Linked DNA regions of Mus musculus: all the other regions are linked to region 3. Evidence: chromatin contacts called from public HiChIP or PLAC-seq data. All regions are on one chromosome and are shown on one strand. The core of a region is the stretch at or near the end of the contact, and the rest is flanking DNA. Distances in the headings are between cores, read along the strand shown.

Region 1 (4,041 bases), core at 1,323-3,822, 170 kb before region 3:
GGCTGAATGCTTCTCTTTATTTCCAGAAAGGAGGGGCCCTTAATATTTGGCTTATAAATCAGCCCACCCATATTGCCTTATATGCTAGACACTTGAACCCTGGACAAATGAGGAACAATGACTTGAGGCTTGAAGAAAATTTGGCTATTGAAGAAAGGCTTTTGAAGAAATTAGCTCAGCCACACGCATAGCAAAGAGCTGCTTGCACACGCAGCCCCAGGAGAAAGCGAACTCTGCTCCTTGGTGGAGCAGGTGACCACACAGAACCTAAGCAGAGAACTCCCACTGTCCCAGAGAAGCTGTAGCTGGGCTGTCTTGTCTCCAGCTGGCAGCATGGACGTTTTTCAACTCCTGAAGGCTTGCTCTTCTTAAATTGGGGGAGGGGGGGTGTTAATAATACTGTCTCCTCTATAAAATAAATTATCTTGAAGTTATCTCCTCATTTCAGAAAAAAATATTCACCATACTATCTGTAACCAAAGTAGACATTAAAATGACAGTTGGGGAAGGGGAACAAGGATGGGAGAGTGTGAGGCAGTGTCTCCAATGTATGGCCATCCACAAGCACGTGTTCTTCCACTACCTCCTTCCCAAGCCAAAATTACATTCTTCTTCCTCACACACAAGCTGTGCTCTGGACCCTGCCATTCCCTCAGAATGGATCTTCCTTAGAGCCACACAGGACATCTTGATGGTCAAGCACCTCCATATTCTGAGATGCACTGGGCTCTCCCTTCAGGGAGTCTTCCCCTTGGCCTTGCCTCTTAGGGTTGGTCCGTCTCCTCCTCCCTCTCTGCTTCTTTGCCCCTTCCCCTCTGCCTGTGCTTGATTTGGGCACAGAGCTACATTGGCCTCATCTGTGTAGCGCCTGGCCCGACTCCCCATGTAGTCTTAAGATTCACGCATCTGGCTTCATCTTGGGCCTCTCTTGACAGCCAGATCCAGGCATGGCGTGACCTCTTTAGGTCCAGACCAGGGCATGGCATAACCTTCCAGTTTTTAATTATGGTGTTGACATAACAGGAGCTAAGAGCAAGCATGGTAAACCAAAATGAGCTCTCTTTTACCCACATGTACCCTTCCTCACACTCTGTTCATAGAGGTGTAAGCCACACACCAGAGGGTCACCCTCTCTCCATGCTGCGTCATGTCCAGCTTCAGCCATGTTTTGGGAGTGGTCTTAGGTCCCAGCTCACCTGACATTTCTTTCCATTCCACTATTTCCAAAGCCCTGGCTCTTGTCTCCTGTCACTTAGTCTTAGAAGTAAGAGCCATTCCTATGTATGGATACATAATGGCTAAGAAAATAAATCTCAGGCCGTCTTACCAGCAGTGTGCACTCAAGCAAATCCTCTATCCCTTGGTGCCTGGTTTTCTGGTTGTAAGTGGTGTGTGTGTGTGTGTGTGTAGGGTGTGTAAGTGAGGTGGTAGTATGTGCGAGTGTGTGTTGGGGTGTGTGTGTATTGGGGTGTGTGTATGGGTGGTTGTGTTTGTGTGTATATTTGTTGGGGTATGTGTGTGTGTAGGGTGTATAAGTGAGGTGGTAGTATGTGCGAGTGTGTGTTGGGGTGTGTGTATGGGTGGTTGTGTTTGTGTGTATATTTGTTGGGGTGTGTGTGTGTGTAGGGTGTATAAGTATGTACAAGTGTGTGTTGGTGTGTGTGTGTGTGTTGGTGTGTATGGGTGGTTGTGTTTGTGTGTATATTTGTTGGGGTATGTGTGTGCGTGTGTGTGTGTGTGTATTGGGGGAATTCTACTTTTCAAGGTTGTTCTTGGAACCCAACCTGACCTGTGTGAAGTGCTTTGCCCAGGTGAGCTGCTGTCTCTAGCTTTTCTGGACAAGGCAAGACCACCTTACTCCATTTTCTCTGCAGCGTCCTGAATTCTGACTGTCTCTCAGGTGAGCCCTCCATTTGTGGCACAAGCAATGTGGGTAACTGCCTTTGCCTCCTCCTGAGCCTGCATCAGGCAGCTTCCAAGGTGGGAGTTGAAGGAAGCATTAGGGAAGAGAGTGGTCACAACTGGCTAAGGACAAACGTTAGCTCCGGGGCCAGTGGAATGACTCAGCTGGCCATGCAAACTGGTGACTTGAGTTTGAGCCCGAGAACCGACAAAAAGGAGGAGGGAGAGAATCGGCCACAGAGCTGTCCTGACCTCCACACATAAGCTGTAGCATGTGTCCCTCTCCCTATTGTGCTTGCCCTCACACTCAATAATATATTTTAACAGTTAAGTGAAAACCAAAGCCAAAACCCTTTACGGTCAGCTAAGTTCCTAACAAATCTTCTCAGAGCCCAGAAACCTGTCACTTAAAGCTTTCCTCTTGTTCCCTAAGGCCGTGTGTGTGTGTGTGTGTGTGTGTGTGTGTGTGTGTGTGTGTGTGTGCAGGGGCACTGTCCCTGTCACATTAGGGTATCCATCAGGCACAGCCCGCATACAACATGTACTTTAGACTCTGGTCTTCCTTCATTCCCCAGGCAAAATGCCAGCTGCTTCTGTGAAGCTATGACGAAGATTCCACCACAAACCCCAGCGTCCCAGCCAGGGTGTGTTAGCTGGCATTTAAAAATAGCTTCTTCCATATGAAGTTGACACAGCTTGACTATAAAATGGGAGATTTACCAGCGCCAGGCTCCCACACCGTACCTCTCTCTGCTTCAGGCCATAACTTAAGTGCACGGAGAGAGGTGAAGGTTTATGCGGCTTCACCTGTATAATGGTGAGGCCTAGCGGATCGCCACACAAAGCACCCTCGAGCACGGCTGTGTCTCTTTTCCCATTTGGGGGCTCTTTGGGACTATCTATCCTAGCTCGTGGATTCAGCTCTGAGATGGAAACTTGAAGATAGCTCCATTTATAGCACTGTTCTGGACAGAAAGCTGGAAATCCATGGTAGTTTAATCCACAACCCCGTTGCTCACAGTCTGCCATTTGCAGGGAGCAGCCTGTCTATATTTCAAGCCAGGTCCTGGCTTGGCCCTTTAGCTGCCATTTCTCTCACTCCCTGACATGTGCAGAAGCTACTGGGAAAAGGGATGGGTAATTTCTCCGAAGTCTGCAATCAGTCCTAGTTTTAATCCAGCTGGTGGCCATGTATTTGGGCATGACTTAACTTGTCTGCAATGGCCAGTTCTGTTTAATGAGAAGCATGGGGTGCTGTAAATCGGGGAAGCAAAAACCAAGCAGAGGAAAACGAAACTAAATACCAGGGGAAATTCCCCCATCATGAGCCTGGAGCGAGGATGGGGGGGAGTGTGGTTGTTGCGGTCAGTGTCCTAATATAGCATGGGGTACGATGGATGCAGGGACAGGAGGAGGAGCCCACTGTAATCCTTTCCCCTCAGCTCCTGCTGGACTGCTTATCAAGCGCGCCCACCTGCTTCTCAGCTCTCGGGAAAGAAGGAAGGTGGTGGGTACCCATTGCACTATGTATCTGATTCCAGCCACTTTTGCTGGAGAGCTCGACATGGTCCCGGGTTCTGCTGACTGTTTAGGTGTGGGGTTCTCCCTGTTCACAGTGGGACGGGAAGGTGGACACAGCACAGACTGACCATTTTCAGGAGCCGCCTGTCCTCACCGACTGTCTGCACTTCTTTGCATACTGTCTCTGTACCACTAGCTTCCCATGGATCATGGGGAACTAGGACCTGAGAGTGAGGTGAGGGTGAATGGTGGCATTTGTCCTTTCTGTCCCCTTTCAACTTCCCTGGCTCCCTGTGGTGACTGTATTCCTAATCAGGCGGCCTCACCCAGGGGCCTCTCAGCCTAGCTCACCATTTGTTAATCTTATCATTTGTAGTGTCCCTCCTGAGTTAGTGCAGAACTGTGACAGACACCAAGAGAGGGTGCTGTGGGGGACTTAGGTCTACATACACCTTTTAGAAGGGGCCAAAGAACAAAGACTAGAGGCCTCTGTAGGAGGCAAAACTAAGGAGGGTATGTAAAAACATATATAACCAGTTAAGAATGTCAAAGCCACAGTCTCTGCGAACTCATATGTGTGCCAGACACAACAGGGCTGATAGCCATGAACTCACAGAA
Region 2 (4,254 bases), core at 1,748-4,247, 130 kb before region 3:
ACCTAGTGTCATACAATGTATCAATGGATCCCAACTCTAACAAACTGAGCATCATACAATGTATCAATGGATCCCAACTCTAACAAACCAGCATCATACAATGTATCAATGGATCTCCACTCTAACAAAGTGCTTTTGGATAATGACAACAGCAGCACTGTCTATGTCCTTTCCAAATACCAAATACAAATACTTTAGTCCTTGTCTTCTGTATTTACAGGGCTATACCAAAGGCTTTGCCATTGGTAGCCTTGCCCCCAGCCCATGCTGACAGCTCACAGAACCAAGTGACCAAGCCTGGATTATGCTGAGTTGTATTTTTTTTTTTAAAGCTAGACTTATCTCTTACTTTTACAGTTCCTGCCCGCCCCTCCCCAATCCCAACTGATATACCTGGGGTTTTCATGTCCCTTTGCCTCTTGTGGCCTGAGGCTGGCCCACTTACCACTGTGCAGCAGAGGGGCCAGAACCACCAGAGCAGCGCCAGGGCCAGCAGCAGGAAGAGGACCAGCAGAGCAATCGCCAGGATGGAGCCGTCTGACTATGGGATGAGCAGAGGGTGGTCAGTGAGGTGGAACACTTGGGGTCTTCCCTTTCACCCTCCACCCAGTGATGGAAGATTTGAGGCCTCAATAAGAGCACAGCACATTGTACACCAAGAGTCAGACTCTGCCCATCACTCAAGGCCACACAACACACTCTCTTTAGCTGATTTTCAGAGAGATAGGCTTGATATTTCATGGTGACATGCCTGTTAGGTTACAGTAAACTAAGTCCAACTTGACACCAGCTGTCTGTGTTCTGAGGCTGCTGGTTATGGAAGCACCTGGGACCAGGAGTCTAAGTCCTTCCCCACCAGCCACATAAGTGCCACAGTGTTCCGGGGCCATAAGATACGCTGTGCTCATCACAAGCCACCTGAGTGGAATTGGTAGTCCCACCTTTGGCCTAAGAAAACAACCAGGAACATTTTCTTAGATAATAATACAATTAAAAAAGACAACTGCACAAATTCTTAATGTATAATTACCAAGCCATCAGCTACTATGCTGGAATGTACTGTCAAATAACATTTAAAGAGAAATAATTTCTGGGATAAAGAGATTTCGGTACACCTGAGTCAAGAGTAAGGGGCGGCACCTGGGGATCCATCCCATAAACAACCACCAAACCCAGACCCTGTTGTGGATGCCAACAAGGGCTTGCTGAAAGGAGACTGAAATGGCTGTCTCCTGAGAGGGTTTGTCAGTGCCTGACAAATACAGAAGTGGATGCTCACAGCCATCCATTGGACTGAGCACAAGGTTCCCAATGAAGGAGCTAGAGAAATGACCCAAGGAGCTGAAGGGGTTTGTAGCCCCATAAGAGAAACAACAATATGAACTATCCAGTACCCCCAGAGCTCCCTGGGACTAAACCACCAACCAAAAAGTACATATGGTGGGACTCATGTCTCCAGCTGCATATGTTGCAGAGGATGGCCTAGTTGGTCATCAATGGGAAGAGTTGTCCTTGGTCCTGTGAAGACTCTATGTCCCAGTGTAGGGGAATGCCAGAGCCAGGAAGCAGGAGTGGGTGGGTTGGTGAGTAGGGGGAGGGGGGAGGGGATAGGGGGCTTTCAGAGGGGAAACTAGGAAAGGGGATAACATTTGAAATGTAAATAAAGAAAATATCTAATAAAAAATGTAAAAAAAACTTAAGATACTACAAAAAGAGAGGTAATATAGTTTTTACAGGAAATGAAGGTTTTCTAATCATTCCTAAAAACAAAACAAAACAAAACAAGAGTAAGGGGCAGAAAGAGTGTCTTTGATGCTTACTAACAATCTCACCAATAGCTTTTGATTGTTTTGAGATAGGATTTCATGTATCTCAGGCTGGCTTTGAACTCACTATTGGACTGAGGCTGGTCTTGAAATCCCAATCCTTTTATCCTCTCTCCCTCACCCCCCTGCTCCCAAGTGCTAGAGTGGCAGGATTACAGGTGTCTGCCCACACTGGCATTTTCACTGACAGTTCATTTATAGGTACTGAGATGTTAAAGAACCGTCACTGGCAGGCCAGTTTACTTCTTTTAAAAAAATCCGTATCTCTTTCCTTTAAAAAGTTTTCATAATGAGAAATATCCCAAGTGGCTTCTTTAGAATATTCATGGGGGTCTCCTCTCAGACGTCCGAGTGTGAGCATAGGGAAGCTTGTGCAGTGAGTGATCTGTGGGATCCACAAGTGGGCTCAGGAGGAGGGAGGCTTGCAACCCAGCGGTATGCCACCGTGCTCCTTAGGGAAGAGCATGCACAGGTCTCTATCAGGCTCTCAGCGCTGTCCTTCTCCCACATCTACACAAGAGGGAGGCTGGGTGACCTGTCCAGGGCGACCCCACAAGTTAGTGGCAGAGCCAGGATATGAGTCACTCCTACTTTGAGAGCTCAATAAGGCTCTGGACGAGGTTTAAAGGCGACTCTCATTCCCTGGAACTCTCTGGAATGTCTTTGACCAAAAAGCCAGGGAACTAAACACCCTTGACTCCAGCCAAAAAGCCAAGGTTTGGGAATGTGGGATTGCCCCTCAAGGGAGCCAGGCCTCAGGCTCAGGTGCAGGGCTGGGCAGTCAGAGTGTGGGGTAGGGGAAAGTGAGGGTCCTCCATAGACAAGGCCATGGTAGGAGGGACCGTTGGGCTAAGGCATGCATACAGAAGTCTGGAACAGAGCATGCAGTTAGTGGTGTCGGCAAGAAATCACATGCTAGTTAGGGGCCAGTCTTGTGTCCTGTCTGTCTCTGTATTCTAGGCAACTGAGAGAGGGAAGAAAGCTGCTGCCTCCGTATCAACCAATGAGAGAAGGAGCACTGGACGGGAGTGAGAGGAGAGGACCAAGCCATCCCATACAAGTGATCACTTCAGACTGAGCTGGAATTTTCCTCTGTTTCCCCATAGCAACCAGCACGGTGAACATTTCAGGTCGTAAACCTGTCTGCACTTGGAGTAATAAGTGGTTTGGTCACCAAGAGGCTTATAAAACTGCAGCCTTCCATAAAGGCTGAGACACTATGCAGCACAGCTCTACATTCCTGTGGGAGATGGGGCAGTTTCTGTGGGCAGCAAGGGTGAAGGACTGGCTCATGGTGGCAGGGGGGTAGGGGTGGGGAGGGCGGACAACTCCTAAGGAAGACACCAGGGATGGAGAGTGATGGCCGGCTCTGCGGCAGCCCCTTAGGAGTCAAAAGTCCCCGTCGATGTAGTGAGGGGGATAAGCAAGGAGCCCTCCCCAAGGGCTGCTTAAAAATGGTCTCGTCCCTTAGAGAAAGCTGCTACCTAGGGCCCATGTGCTTCCTGAAGTTATCAATGTCACATCTGTAAATGTCGCTGTCAAATATAGAAGTCTGAACTCTGTTTTCTAGAAACTTAGAGCAAGAACTGTCACGCCCTGCAAGTGTCTATTGTGTCTGTACTCTGTGTTTAGTGGGCAGCTCAGGGACACAGGACCAACTAGACCGGCTCAAAGTGTTCAGTCTGTGGTGGGGAATCTAAACAGAGCAGGAGGCATGGGTTACTCCATGGCTGCATACCCAGCAAGGAACAAAACACATTTCTCCTAAAGATCTTACTTATATGCTGATGGAAAGAAGATGATAACAATGATAAGAACATTAACTACTAATATAGCTAATGTTTACTGGACACTTATGTACAGGGATTATCTTTATTCTTTCTGTGTTCTAGGCTAGCACATTTCATTCCTATTGATAATTTAATGAACTCTAAACCCTATTTTCTTATTTCTCCCACCTTATAGCTAAATATGATCTAAGAAGATCCAGAGAAACTGGGAAGTCTTACAGAGAAGGCTACGGTTCTTGTTTGCTTTTGTTGTTGTTGTTGTTTTGTTTTGTTTTTACACACAGTCTCAGAGTTTCTCTGTAGCTCAGGCTGGCCTAGGCTTCTGATCTCTGCACCTCAGCCTCATGAGTGCTAGAGAAGCCAGAGTTCAGATGAGGGCAACCTGGCCCCCACGTAAAAGCAGCAGGCTCTAGCACTTAGCAAGCTAACCTGGGCTGGAGAACAGGGCCACGGAACCAGCACTTCACACTAGAGGTGACTCTTGGGTAGGCAGTGTCCTGACTGGTTTTGTGTGTCAACTTGACACAAGCTAGAGTCAACTGAGAGAAAGGAGCCTCAGTTGAGGAAATGCCTTCATGAGATCTGGCTGTAGGCATTTTTTCAATTAGTGATCAACAGGGGAGGGCCCAACCCATGGT
Region 3 (4,071 bases), core at 466-2,965:
TTTTGACAATGAACTTCAGAAAAATGAGACTTACGTAAGCAAAACCAGGAGCTGCAAGGAGGCCAAGCAGACCCACGACGAACATCTGAAAGCACAGAGAACAGGACTGGTGGTCGCATGGTTTACAGCATCTTCACCAAGCTCATCAGAAATAGTTACTGATTTTACCCATGTGCTAAACCATCTGTGCTTTCTTCTTCCACCTTTTTTTTAAACTACAGAAAAACTTACTGGTAACATAGAATTGCTGAGTTACTGTAATGATATTCATATGTAGTCTTAGAATTTTGACACTGAATTTCAGACACTGAAAACTGATGAAGAAAACATAAAATTAGTGCATGGCACAGTGTAATGAAAGCCCTGAAAAGGTTTTTTTCCTTAGTCTGGAACGTGTTCTTCCTAGCAGAAGGAATCCTGTTTTTATTGTCTTAGTAGGTTAAGCATTTCTACTATATTTATTTTCAATGCAAGAGAGTTAAAATCGGTCTCTTAAAAAGCCAGATGTGAGCCAGACATGGTGGCGCACGCCTTTAATCCCAGCGCTCAGGAGGCAGAAGCAGGCGGATTTCTGAGTTCGAGGCCAGCCTGGTCTACAAAGTGAGTTCCAGGACAGCCAGGGCTACACAGAGAAACCCTGTCTTGAAAAACAAAACAAAACAACCCAAAAAGCCAAATGTGGAGGGAGTTTTTGAGCATGATGTTATCTCCTGTAAATGAGGCAGCTAAAGGACTGTAAAGGACCCTAGACCAGTAGTTCTCCACCTGTGGGTTGTGACCCCTTTAAAGGTCAAACAACCGTTTCTTAGGTTATCTGGTATCTTGCATATCAGATATTTACATTACAACTCATAATGGTAGCAAAATTACAGTTATGCAGTAGCAATGAAAGTAATTTTATGGCTGGGAGTCACGACAACGTGAGGAACTGTATTAAAGGGTCACAGCATTAGGAAGGTCGAGAATCACTCCTCTAGACAGAACTAGAAGAGAAACGCAGCCCTCTGGCCTGTGCTTGGAGTTCCCCACCCAACCTGTTCTGAGGTGGACGCTTCTTGGTCATAGTTTACATTTCCAATTCCATAAATTCATATGATTCATAAAGCAGCGCCAATAGAGTATGCTGAAATTGAATATGTGCACTCTGTTTGAGCCTCTGTATCCTAGGACTTCAGTGGGGAAACTGAGATAGCTTCATCCCCAGAGACTTTCTCCAAGAAATGCTTGCACAGGGCCCAAGGACCGTTGTTTTCATGTTAACAGCCAAGAGTGTTGAAGACTAGTTTTGACAACAGTGATCTTCCAGTCTGACCGGAACATGCCCAGAACTGGTAAAAGTGGAAATCATGGATAAGAAAGGAGAAATCAGAAATAAGAAAGAGATCAAGGCTAAGAAAGACTCTTTCTGGAGCCCAGAGACTGCTCGTCTTAAGTAGAACCTTGGAACAGATGGTGTGAAAGACAATTCTACAGTATTCAGCCTGTGACAGGCTCTTCCGGGGCAATTCTTCTTCTCTATGGACATGCTTGTAAACACCATGATTCCATGAAAAGGAAGGAGAATATTTCCACTATGGTAACAGTGCCGTAAGAGTCAGACCCCCTCACCCCTGACTATTAATGTTGTATGGTGCTGCATTGAAAAGGAAGATCTGACTTACTGTGAGCTTCATGGCGGCAGGAGTGTGGTGGAGCAGAGGATCAGGCGGCGTGCTCACAGACATTCAGCCCTCTGCTATTTGTACCTGACCAGCTTTGCTCAAGCTAGGTGTGCTCAGGTGGAGTCCACGGCTTATCTGCTTCCCTCTCCTGTATCTGTGGAGCTGCAGAGGCCCGGAAGCCTTTAGCTGCCTGCTCAGTAGGGCCCTTAGGCAGGAGGCCTCTGACTCATCCTCTGACGAAGGTATCTCAGTAAACTCTACACGGTTTGTGATAAGTTCTGGAATATGGAAGCCATGGGTGTGGGTATTTTACGTATTGCTGCTGCTCAGATTCAGGAGAAGAGTAATCCCTAAACCAAACATGGCCTTAGATGAGATCTGTGTGTACACCTGCCCTTCCTGGTACTGGCTCCTATGGGAATGCGGGAATGGTTTCTTCTCCTTCCCTTTACCCAGTCCTATTGTAAGCTTTCTCCAGCTCCTTCCACCCTTATTTCCCCCTCTCTATGCTTCTTGACCATGCTCAAGTCATACTGAAAACTTTTTAACAAAACCAGTGGTTGGGGGATGATGTTCTTAGCTGTGAAAGGAACTCCAAGGAAGGAAACTGGCCCTTGCACCCTGGCCAGATGTTTCCTTGAGGAATTGTCTGGCCTCGAAGCCAGTGCAGCTTTCCAGCCATGTCACTAGCAGCTGGCACCAAAGCCATCTCCCATCATTCATTCCTGGGTTTCTCAGTGGGTTAGAGCTCTGGGGGCTGTTGGCAGCACCATCTTGCCATCTACATATCTAGCAACTAAACCTTGCCCTTACATCTCACCAACAGCTCTCCACTCCAGCCTTGGTCAAGGCACTTCCTGATGGACTTTTACCAGAGTTGTAGGACCAAGCCTGCCTTATCCCAGGACTCAGATATTTCAATGAATGTCCTCCATTTTTCCCAGGGTTCTCCCCTAGAATATGGAAAATAAGTAAACATTAATTTCCGGAGCGTAGAAACATTCACTGGCAGTCCATGAGAAAAATCTCAAGCTCATTGGAATGGCATCTTGGGATCCTAAAGGGGTTTCCTGTTTCCCCAGCTACCAGCGTCTGAGATGCCCGGCACCTGCCTTCCAGCCACACCAATTTTCCCACACTCTGATTCCATTCAAGGCATCCCATGGGAACTCAGCCTTTCATGCCCCGCTCTTCTCCTGGACTGTTAGTTGGCAATGTTTTTGGTTTTCTTTTTTTAAGTTCCTCACTGCTTCGGACACCAGACCTTCTTCACTTTCTACGTGGAAACTTCTTTCACTGCCTCTGGGCCCTATCAAGGAACTCTGTCTTCTTATTTGCCTCTAGAACAACAGTTCTCAACCCTCCTGAATGCTGCGACCCTCTAACATAGTGGTGACCACAACCATAACGTTATTTTGTTCCTACTTCCTAACTAATTTTGCTACTGTTATGAATCATAATGTAAATAGCTAAGATGCAGGATATCTGATATGTGACCCCTGTGAAAGGGTCGTTCAACCCCCCCAAAGGGCTCATGGCCCACAGGATGAGAACCACTGCTCTAGATAATGAAAACTTTCAAATATTATATTAAAATAAGGGAAGACTTCTCCTAGGAGAGGAAGCAGAGACTGTCACTTGGCAAAATAAGTAAACGTTTAAAATAGTTTTGAAGGAGAACTGACTGACACTTATTATTTTTTAACCTGTTCTCTTCTACAACTGAAGCTGGTGGTTCAAATCTAATAAAGGGGGAAACTGTGTTTTATAAATCACTGATCCACAGATTTCCACTCTGAAAAGCTCCTTGAACCCACAACCTTCCTCTTCTCCATGGTCTGGAGCTTACAGGGCTGCAGGGGTCTGATGCTTAGCTCACTGCCTGCATCTCTTCTAGAATGCTGGTATGGCTAGATTCGGATAGTGCTGGTGAAAGATGGCCTGCTGTTTGAATTCATCCTCAAAAGATTTCAAGTTCATTCTTTAACTGTATAAAGTCAAGAACCCTGGTGGCAGCAAGCCGTGGAGAGGTCTTCCCATGTTTCAGAGACCATAATTAGATAGCACTGTAGAGGTCAGAGTGGGTGTGACAGCCCTGCTTTTAGACTTGGCCTCTAATGGTAATTGGGGGCACCTGTCCAATTCCCAGCACACATTCTGTGTGTCATACCTTACTAAGAACTCAAGGTGACATGTGGATCTGTGAAATGCTGATGTGGTTGATGCTCATGATAGATGATAGATTGATAGACAACAGGCAGACAGACAGACAGACAGACAGACAGAAGATATTGTTCAGGATTTCTCTTTTGGATAAGAATAACATATTCACATGTCAAATGAGCTAAAGGACCTCTATGCATACATTCTGTGTCAAATTGTGATATCTTAAACATAAATGGAAACTTAT

Evidence for each region. HiChIP or PLAC-seq counts read pairs in DNA pulled down with a chosen protein or histone mark.
Region 1: a contact with region 3 is called in an HNF4G HiChIP or PLAC-seq map of pancreatic cancer cells. The contact joins the enhancer-like site here to the promoter of Gkn1 in region 3. A contact is called at or near these places in 6 of 39 promoter capture datasets (3T3-L1-derived adipocytes, the HPC-7 cell line, HPC-7-derived erythroid cells and 3 more), 1 of 115 datasets of contacts at active chromatin or transcription factors (pancreatic cancer cells) and 2 of 9 other capture datasets (embryonic stem cells and liver).
Region 2: a FOXA1 HiChIP or PLAC-seq map of pancreatic cancer cells shows a contact between it and region 3. The contact joins the enhancer-like site here to the promoter of Gkn1 in region 3. A contact is called at or near these places in 7 of 39 promoter capture datasets (HPC-7-derived erythroid cells, embryonic stem cells, liver and 2 more), 2 of 115 datasets of contacts at active chromatin or transcription factors (embryonic stem cells and pancreatic cancer cells) and 1 of 9 other capture datasets (adipose tissue).

Annotation. Positions count from the first base shown.
Region 1 is chr6:87,180,854-87,184,894 of GRCm38.p6, forward strand. The region is part of intron 16 of Antxr1 (anthrax toxin receptor 1); the gene reads right to left. Among named protein-coding and RNA genes, the nearest start is that of Gm38851, 40 kb to the right of the region's middle. Within about 2 kb of position 2,573, at least 109 of the 459 cell types and tissues checked have an H3K27ac peak or open chromatin away from gene starts, as enhancers often do. A contact at or near this core is called in pancreatic cancer cells, where this site is marked.
Region 2 is chr6:87,216,829-87,221,082 of GRCm38.p6, forward strand. Antxr1 (anthrax toxin receptor 1) reads right to left here. Exons shown (of 18, transcript NM_054041.2): 13 at 446-541. Among named protein-coding and RNA genes, the nearest start is that of Gm38851, 4.2 kb to the right of the region's middle. Within about 2 kb of position 2,998, at least 57 of the 459 cell types and tissues checked have an H3K27ac peak or open chromatin away from gene starts, as enhancers often do. A contact at or near this core is called in pancreatic cancer cells, where this site is marked.
Region 3 is chr6:87,349,200-87,353,270 of GRCm38.p6, forward strand. It overlaps Gkn1 (gastrokine 1), which reads right to left and starts at 1,716. Exons shown (of 6, transcript NM_025466.1): 1 at 1,662-1,716; 2 at 35-85. The coding sequence starts at 1,673.